Regions from separate parts of the Hordeum vulgare genome. Here region 1 is linked to region 2. The links are chromatin contacts, called in public Hi-C maps. All regions are on one chromosome and are shown on one strand. The core of a region is the stretch at or near the end of the contact, and the rest is flanking DNA. Distances in the headings are between cores, read along the strand shown. Region 1 holds the start of LOC123448017 (digalactosyldiacylglycerol synthase 1, chloroplastic-like). Region 2 holds the start of LOC123448015 (BEL1-like homeodomain protein 1).

Evidence for each region. A called contact is a pair of places that touch in the nucleus more often than the background predicts.
Region 1: a contact with region 2 is called in a Hi-C map of seedling, with 4 times the contacts expected there. The contact joins the promoter of LOC123448017 here to the promoter of LOC123448015 in region 2. A contact is called at or near these places in 3 of 6 Hi-C or Micro-C datasets (leaf and seedling) and 1 of 1 datasets of contacts at active chromatin or transcription factors (embryo).

What each region holds. Positions count from the first base shown.
Region 1 is chr4H:98,962,252-98,965,962 of MorexV3_pseudomolecules_assembly, reverse strand. It overlaps LOC123448017 (digalactosyldiacylglycerol synthase 1, chloroplastic-like), which reads left to right and starts at 1,610. Exons shown (of 8, transcript XM_045124777.1): 1 at 1,610-2,170; 2 at 3,221-3,253. The coding sequence starts at 1,745.
Region 2 is chr4H:98,312,054-98,315,630 of MorexV3_pseudomolecules_assembly, reverse strand. It overlaps LOC123448015 (BEL1-like homeodomain protein 1), which reads right to left and starts at 2,042. Exons shown (of 5, transcript XM_045124772.1): 1 at 1,890-2,042; 2 at 374-1,253. The coding sequence starts at 1,090.

The DNA of each region.
Region 1 (3,711 bases), core at 361-2,860, 650 kb before region 2:
CCGTGTGTTCTTTTTCTTTTTCTGAAATTCCGAGTCTTTCGCTTACTAGTGTTTAATTAAAGAGGCAGCAGCTGCTGGAGATTTTTCCTTGTGCTGCGCATTTGGGAGTTACTCATCAGATCACTAAACTGAGCACCTTGTCTGTAAACTCAAACAGGTAGCGGAAGCCTTTCGGAGAAGTGGAAGCATCACTGCCTTTTCATGTACAACTACGAGTATTTTGTGGCTGGCGGAGCAGCTCTTCCCTGTACCAGACACTTGCTACACCGGTGCCGACAGGCAGATGGAGACGATGAATCTAAGAAATGGAGCTTCAGAGTTCTGGCATTCTCTCACGGTGGAAACTGTGCCTCATGCTACGGCTTCAGTTTACCGAGCCGATGTAACCCTCGCGTTGACGCACGCAAAACGTCCATCTCGCATGCGACACATGGGCGCGACGGAGTGCCGAGCCGGGCATTGCTGGTAGCAAGAGACAGAACAAGTGCAACCTGGTTGGGAAACTAGCAGGAGAAATGGGAAGTGTCACTGCATTTTTCACGTCCAGCCACGAGCATCTTGTGGCTGTCGGAGCAGCTCTTCCCTGTGCCAGACACTTGCTACACCGGTGCCGACAGACGATGGATGAACGGGCAACCGGTGGCTGGCAGCCAAGGCCCAAGGCAAGGCAAGGAGGGCCTTCCAGCTGCATCCTCGGAGGAAATACTGACCGTGAACTCACCCGTCATGGAGTTCTCCTGATCCGCGGAATGTACCCGATGGATTCCGATCCCTTTTGTCGCAGGTGCCGTTTGCTCGACGTCTGTCTGCCAAGAAGAGCACGGCCGTTGCTTTCGGTTTGCCGACTGGAGCTGGAGTGCTGCCGTGCCAAGCTACGGTTAGCGTTGCTTTCACCCTTGGTCTCTCTTCGTGTTTATCTGGTTTTTGCACCGCAATGCCGCATGCATCCGGCGTTTGTGTGCTTGCGTGTCTTTCTTTTGCTGGTTGTGGACAAGTCCTGTACGTAGTATTTTATTTTCAAACTGAAGTCGAATTACATTGCAAGAACTGCATAATTCAGTCTGTTTTTTTCCTTCTTGTTTTTCCCGGTTCAGTAATGAACTGTGTTCGATATGTTTCTTACTTATCTTCATTTCTCCGACAAGTATTTACGGGTAGAGAAAGTATTGTGTGAGACTTTTTAGACCACTAGACATTACTTTATGGAGGGAGTACATAGGAAAGAAATAAGTACTACATAATTTGGTGATTTCATGTACATATTTAGGGTGGGGAGATATGGAGATTCTTAACAATCTAAGTTGGAGGCAATTCCATATCTTTGTGCTAATAAAACTAAGTGTGTATGGGCGTTGGTATGATGTTCAAAAATGATAAAAAAATAAACAGGCGCACCAAGTACAAGTACGGTTCGGCTGTACACTTGTACGTGCGCCGACGTGGTAATTAGGAGAAAAGAGGTTGGAAAATTCAGCACCGTGGATCTCCTGCCAGGTCGATCTGAGCGGTCGGCTTCCCGCCCCGCAGATGGCACAAGCGTAGCCGCGCAACCTCGTCTGCACTTGCGTTGCCACTCCTCCACTAGACCGGGTCCACGCCGCCGGGCCACGCGAAATCTCCTCCTCCCCTTCCTTCTCCCCTCCCCCCCATCCTTCCGCCCCACCTCACACCACCGCCTCCGCCAGACCGCCACCACCACCACCACCGGCACCAAAACCCTAGAGCCCGGACGCAGCAGAGCCATATGGCTAGCTTCGGCGTCGACACGCGCCCCGCCGCGGCGGGGGAGGGGGCGCTCTCCTTCCTCTCCCGGAGCCTGCGGGAGGACCTGCGCCTCATCCGCGCGCGGGCCGGGGAGCTCGAGACCTTCCTCAGCGCGCCGGTCCCGGAGCCCGACCTCTTCGCGCGCCTCCGCAAGGCCTACAACACCACCTCCTCCTCCGGCTCCGCCTCGGGGATCGGGAAGACTCGCCTCGACCTCTCGGCGATAGGAAAGGCGTTCGAGGCCGAGGTCGGGAGGGGGTGGGGGGCCAAGACTGGCTGGAGGTGGGAGGACGAGGACGCCGCCGAGTGGGAGCCCATACGGGCCGTCAAGGCGCGCCTCAGGGACCTCGACCGGAAGCGCCAGGACCAGGCCAGCGACGTGCTCCACAAGGTCAAGCTCAGCCTGGTAAGCTCCCAAACCCTCACCAATTCCCCCGTCGTTCGTGCACGAGTGAATAAATAAACTGCAGCCTCCCCGTTTGGGTTGCCTTCACAAGTAAATAAACTGCAGCCTCACCAATTGAAGGACCGGACGCTAGCTATTCTTGGGTCAAGTTCATCAAATTGAGTTGGGTCACTAATAGTAGACCGTGCACATATGTTCGATCTTACTCTGGACTTTTTCAATTCTGAATTGTTGTTGGGGCAATTCGATTCTGAAAATTTAGCTTGATGTTGAGGAAATCGAGCAAATTTTGTGTTCTGCTTTGATCAAGTTGTATGTTCATGATTTAGAGGGGAAGCATTGAGCGTTGCGATCCGTCATGTTTGAGTTGAGTTGTCGACAATTCATCCTCTAGATTGGCTGATATGAAAATGAAATTGGTTGTTTTTGTTCATTGCTGTGCTCGTAGGCTTAAAATGTGAGGTGTAAAAATCGCAAGAGGTTTGAGTGTGTAAGGATAATATAGCTAGGGGGTGACTTTAATTTAGTTCCGTTCCTTGCCTGGTATTAGTTAATCTGGACACAATGAATTCAAATACCATCTACTTCCTGGCAAGAAAAATAAATCATCTACTTACTAGTCAAAATAATCTAAGGCTACTTTGTAAGAAAACTGCATGCCAGAAGTTAATGAAGATGCTCTCTGTTGGTGCCTTGAGCCCATGCAATTTTTGGGGTTCCATGTTAGAATATGTGTAAATAATGGAACCTTTACGGGAAGTCCAGGGCATGAGAATCATCTCAGGATAATAACTCACATGTTGTGTGGTGTGAGTCATTTATCAAATGCATCAAGTTTTGCTCGCAAAAATCAGCAGTTGAAAATTTTACATATATTATTTGCAAAGTTGCATAACTCCAGTTCGCTTGCAGTGCATGAACCTTAATTAAACTTGTTCTGTGATTTACATGTTGCAGCCTGCTATACCAAATCTTCTACAATACCATTTCTCATTGAGTACATATATGTGAGTGCACTAACACGATGTACAATTGTGATTCTTATTGCAGAAATCGATGAGCTTTGCACCTGAAGCATCTGAGGTTACTCGTCTGGTTTCATATTCTGTTGCATTGTGCATTAGGGCATCACTTTTTTGTGCATATGCTAGTTTCTGTTTATCAGGGTCAGTTAACTTTTCTGCATGAATACTTTGCAATACCTACAACTGCAAGAGTGTTTTTGAAGAGCAAAACTAATTGTGATAATTGCTGCCTTGAGTTCATTCGCTTCATTCCTCCTGTAAACTACTAAATATTGGAGTTGGCAGCATTATCTTGTTTTCAGAATGAAGGTCAAATAAGGCTGTACAATCCTCGTATTATGCCTTACAAAATATTGTAAACCATTATATGCCTCTTGACCCACATGTTAGGCACGGGGTGGCTGCATGTTGTAGGGATATGCCTTTTTTTCAGCTTTGCAGGGACGCATAGCTGTATAGGGGTGTTACCCTGTCAATCTACTAATTTTCAGCTTTTTTGGCATTGACAATAAATCG
Region 2 (3,577 bases), core at 793-3,292:
GAGGAGGAATATCCAGCAAATCAAAGGCCTGCTTGGCTACCCCAACAACTGTGTGTCACTCACCTCAGAAAAAGAAGCAACAAAACAAACATAGCTGAAAAGCAAATGACCCATATACTTTCGATAACACTTCCTAAACTTGTAGATGCAAGGACATATCAGAAACATCTTCAATCTAACACTGCCATATTCAGAGATCAATGTTGAAAAAATAACAATTCCTAGCTAAGCGGTAATTGGAAATATTGTCTGGAAAAAATGGAGATATTAATTCTCTACGAAATCATTGTAAAAATACATTTCTTAACATTAAAAGTTAGAATCAAAAGTACTAGTGATAATTCGTTAAAGTGGACTTAGGTTAACTACTGACCTCGTCAAGCATGTTAACCAGCTTGCCTTTCTTCATCTGCAGCTCCTGCCGCTCCGCCGTCGACATCTCGGGCGCGGGCGCGCCTTCCTTGGCCCCGCTGGCGCCGTCCTCCCCACCGCCGCCGGAAAGGCCTTCCGAATCCTCCTTCTTCTTGACCAAGGCGGAGCTCTTCGCCTTGGCGTCCACGTCGTCCACGCCCTTGCTCACGCTCACCACCTCGTCGAGCAGCTCCTGCGCCGCCCTGAGGTACTTGGAGTTCATCACCACCTGCCCCTGCGACGCCGCGGTCGTCGCCCCAAGCTGGTACCTCCCTTCGTCGCCGGCGATGGAGGCCACCGTGACCGGCGGCGTCTCGCGGGACGACAGGCTGAGCACGGCGCTCACGCCATGCGCCTGCTGCGTCGGCGGCGACATGACGTCGGCGATGCCGGTTGTGGTCGGGGTCCACAGGTTGTAGCCCGAGGGGGGCGCTTGAAGAGGGATGCCGACGAAGTGCTGCCCTGGCGGCGGCGGCGGCGACGCCTGGTGGCCGCCGAAGGAGGCAGGGGTCATGGAGCTCACCGACGAGTTGAGGAGCATCATGTTGGCCCCGGAGGGCGCGGCGTCCCCGTAGCCACCGGTGCCGTAGCTCGGGTTCATGAGGTACAGTGTTTGCAGGCCGTCGCTGCCGGCCTGGTGGATGTCCGTGCCGGTGCCGCCGTGGTAGTACGCTGCCATCGTGATCGCCGGCACCTATGTAGACCGATCGACGGCAATATCTCTTGGCTATGTACGTATATATGTGCACTTGTACACTAACTGAAGTTCTCCTTGAGATAAATCCCTTTATCTCTCTCTTCAATTATATATCTCCTTCCGTGGAGCTTGCTGTGGCTTTGACCTGTCAAAAACAAGTGCCAAGAAGTTAAGGACATTCGTATATATAACAAGAAGGGGAAAAGATCACCGAGCAGTAATTTCTCGGATGATTTGCCATGTAAAATAAATCGGATCCATGAGCCATGCAGATAGAGAAAAGAGAGACGGGGGGGGGGGGGGGGGGGGGGAGGAAAGGGGAAAGAGAAGTAAGCTGCATGCCATGTATGCATGGAAGAACTCCAATACTCTAGCTAGCTTAAGCTCAAAAGCTCTGGAAGAAGAGAGGATGAGAGAGATGTTTGTGTGTGTGGAATAGGCATCAGTATCAGCAAAATATAAAAAATAAGGAAAAAGAGAAGGTACCCATCTTCATCAAGTGATTTAACAAAGAAACCTGATGCATGCAGATGTCAACGCAACCGGCACACATCATGAGCTTACCTCAAGAATCGATGCAGCTCTGCCTGCATGCACACGTGCCTATAGCTTTGCATATAACAAATCTCTCTCCCCTCCCTCTCCCTCTCTAAAAGAGCATGAGAGGCGAAGATCCTAGAGAGAGGCGGGAGGAGAGAGGAAAGAGGAACAAGAAGAGGAAGAAGGAGGAGGAGGAGGGTATCTCAGGACCATGAGATCACTCATGTCAGTGCTTAAGTACCTGCTGCGAGCTCCTTTCCCTTTTGCTCTCTACAGAGAAGACACTGGGCTATATATCTTTCCTCTCAAGATCTCCTCCAGCTGAAAGGGAAAAGCAGAGATGGATGGATAGATAGAGAGAAAGACCGATTGGTTAAGTCTTTAAGAGAGAGAAAGAGAAATGAGAGGGGCCAGGCAGTGGAGGAGGGACACCCACCTCCCACTCCCATTATCCTCACAGCACAGCCCCCACGCGCAGCTTTCCCCCCACCACTCTCTCTTTTTTTTCTCTTCTCTAGATCTCCTCTCTAGCTACCTACAAGATTTTCTCCCTCCTCCTTTTATTTCTCTCTCATCAAGAGCTAGCTAGCATGCATTCTAGGTGTGGAACTCATCTGTACCATCCTGGCCTTGGGTGTCCAGTTTCAGCAACCATGACCCATCACAAAGGACTAGTCTCGTGGTATGTGTTGTACAAGCACGAGTTATTGAGTTGTACCATCCAATGTTCATACTCCCTCCGTCTAAAATAAGTATCTTAAACTTAGTATAACTTTGTACTATAAATATTACAAAGTTGAGACGGTTATTTTCGGGGGAGGGAGTATTAGACTTCTATATGTACTTTTACGTAATTACCGACCATGTATTCATCATGAACAAAATTAAATAGACCATGTATGATAGTTGCGACCTTTAATATTTTGGAATTGCAAATTCGCAATCGATTTTGTGAACCATTGACCCACTGTTCTTCTTCCCCAAGCGGTAGACACAACCTCCTCAATTTGACCTCGCTTCCGTCAATCCCATCGCTTTCATCTCGCTCCAGCTCATCATGTCTAGTGGTTATCGTCGCTGCCAGATCAGGCCTTCCATCTAAAGTCCCTCCGACCCTGGTGAATCTCTCTAGTAATGCCTCCTTCCTTGGCTGCAGTTCTCCACAATCAACGGTGTCACGTTGCTGGCTTGTACCCTCTTCGCACCTGCTGAATCGTCGATCCTAACTCTTAACTCCTTCGGCAATCCCTCCTTCTTCTGCTTCTCCATCACTTTTGCCGTGCCACCACTAGCTTCACCTTGCTACCCTAACCACTGTAATGAGGTCTCGTCCCTCGACTCGGTCACCGTTGCTGCATCGTTAGGAATTCCTCCTCAAGGTTCAGGGCATTTGATGTTGAAGTTCGCTGCCTTTTCCATAAAAGAAAGCAATTGCCTAATTTGGGAACCATATTACGGTGTCAATTAGGAACACTCAAAGAATTGACATTTTTATTGAAATGTTTTTTGTTAGTTGCAACATATGCAGCCTCTTCTTTTTTCTTTAGATCATACGCAACCTCTTGTTATCAATCGAGAATCACGGAACCCTAAGGCATGTATCGCCTAATGACTTCCCCCTCTTCTTGAAAAAAAAAATAGACATGTGTATTTGACATGTTGAATTATCCATGAGTGACAAGTACTATTAGCGAATGAGCAGTCATATTATCTGTGAGTGAGAAAGAAACGTATGGAGTGACAAGTATTGGCGAACGAGGAGTACTAGGACCGTGGTCGAACTGATCGGTGGACGGGTGGATAGAGATATGTGGCGTATTATTAGCAAAGAAAGGTGTAGGGCACAGCACAGCTGGGCACAAGAATTGAGGTAGATATGGAGAGAGAAAGAGAGAGGGGTATATGTATGGAATTATGGATAGCAATTGG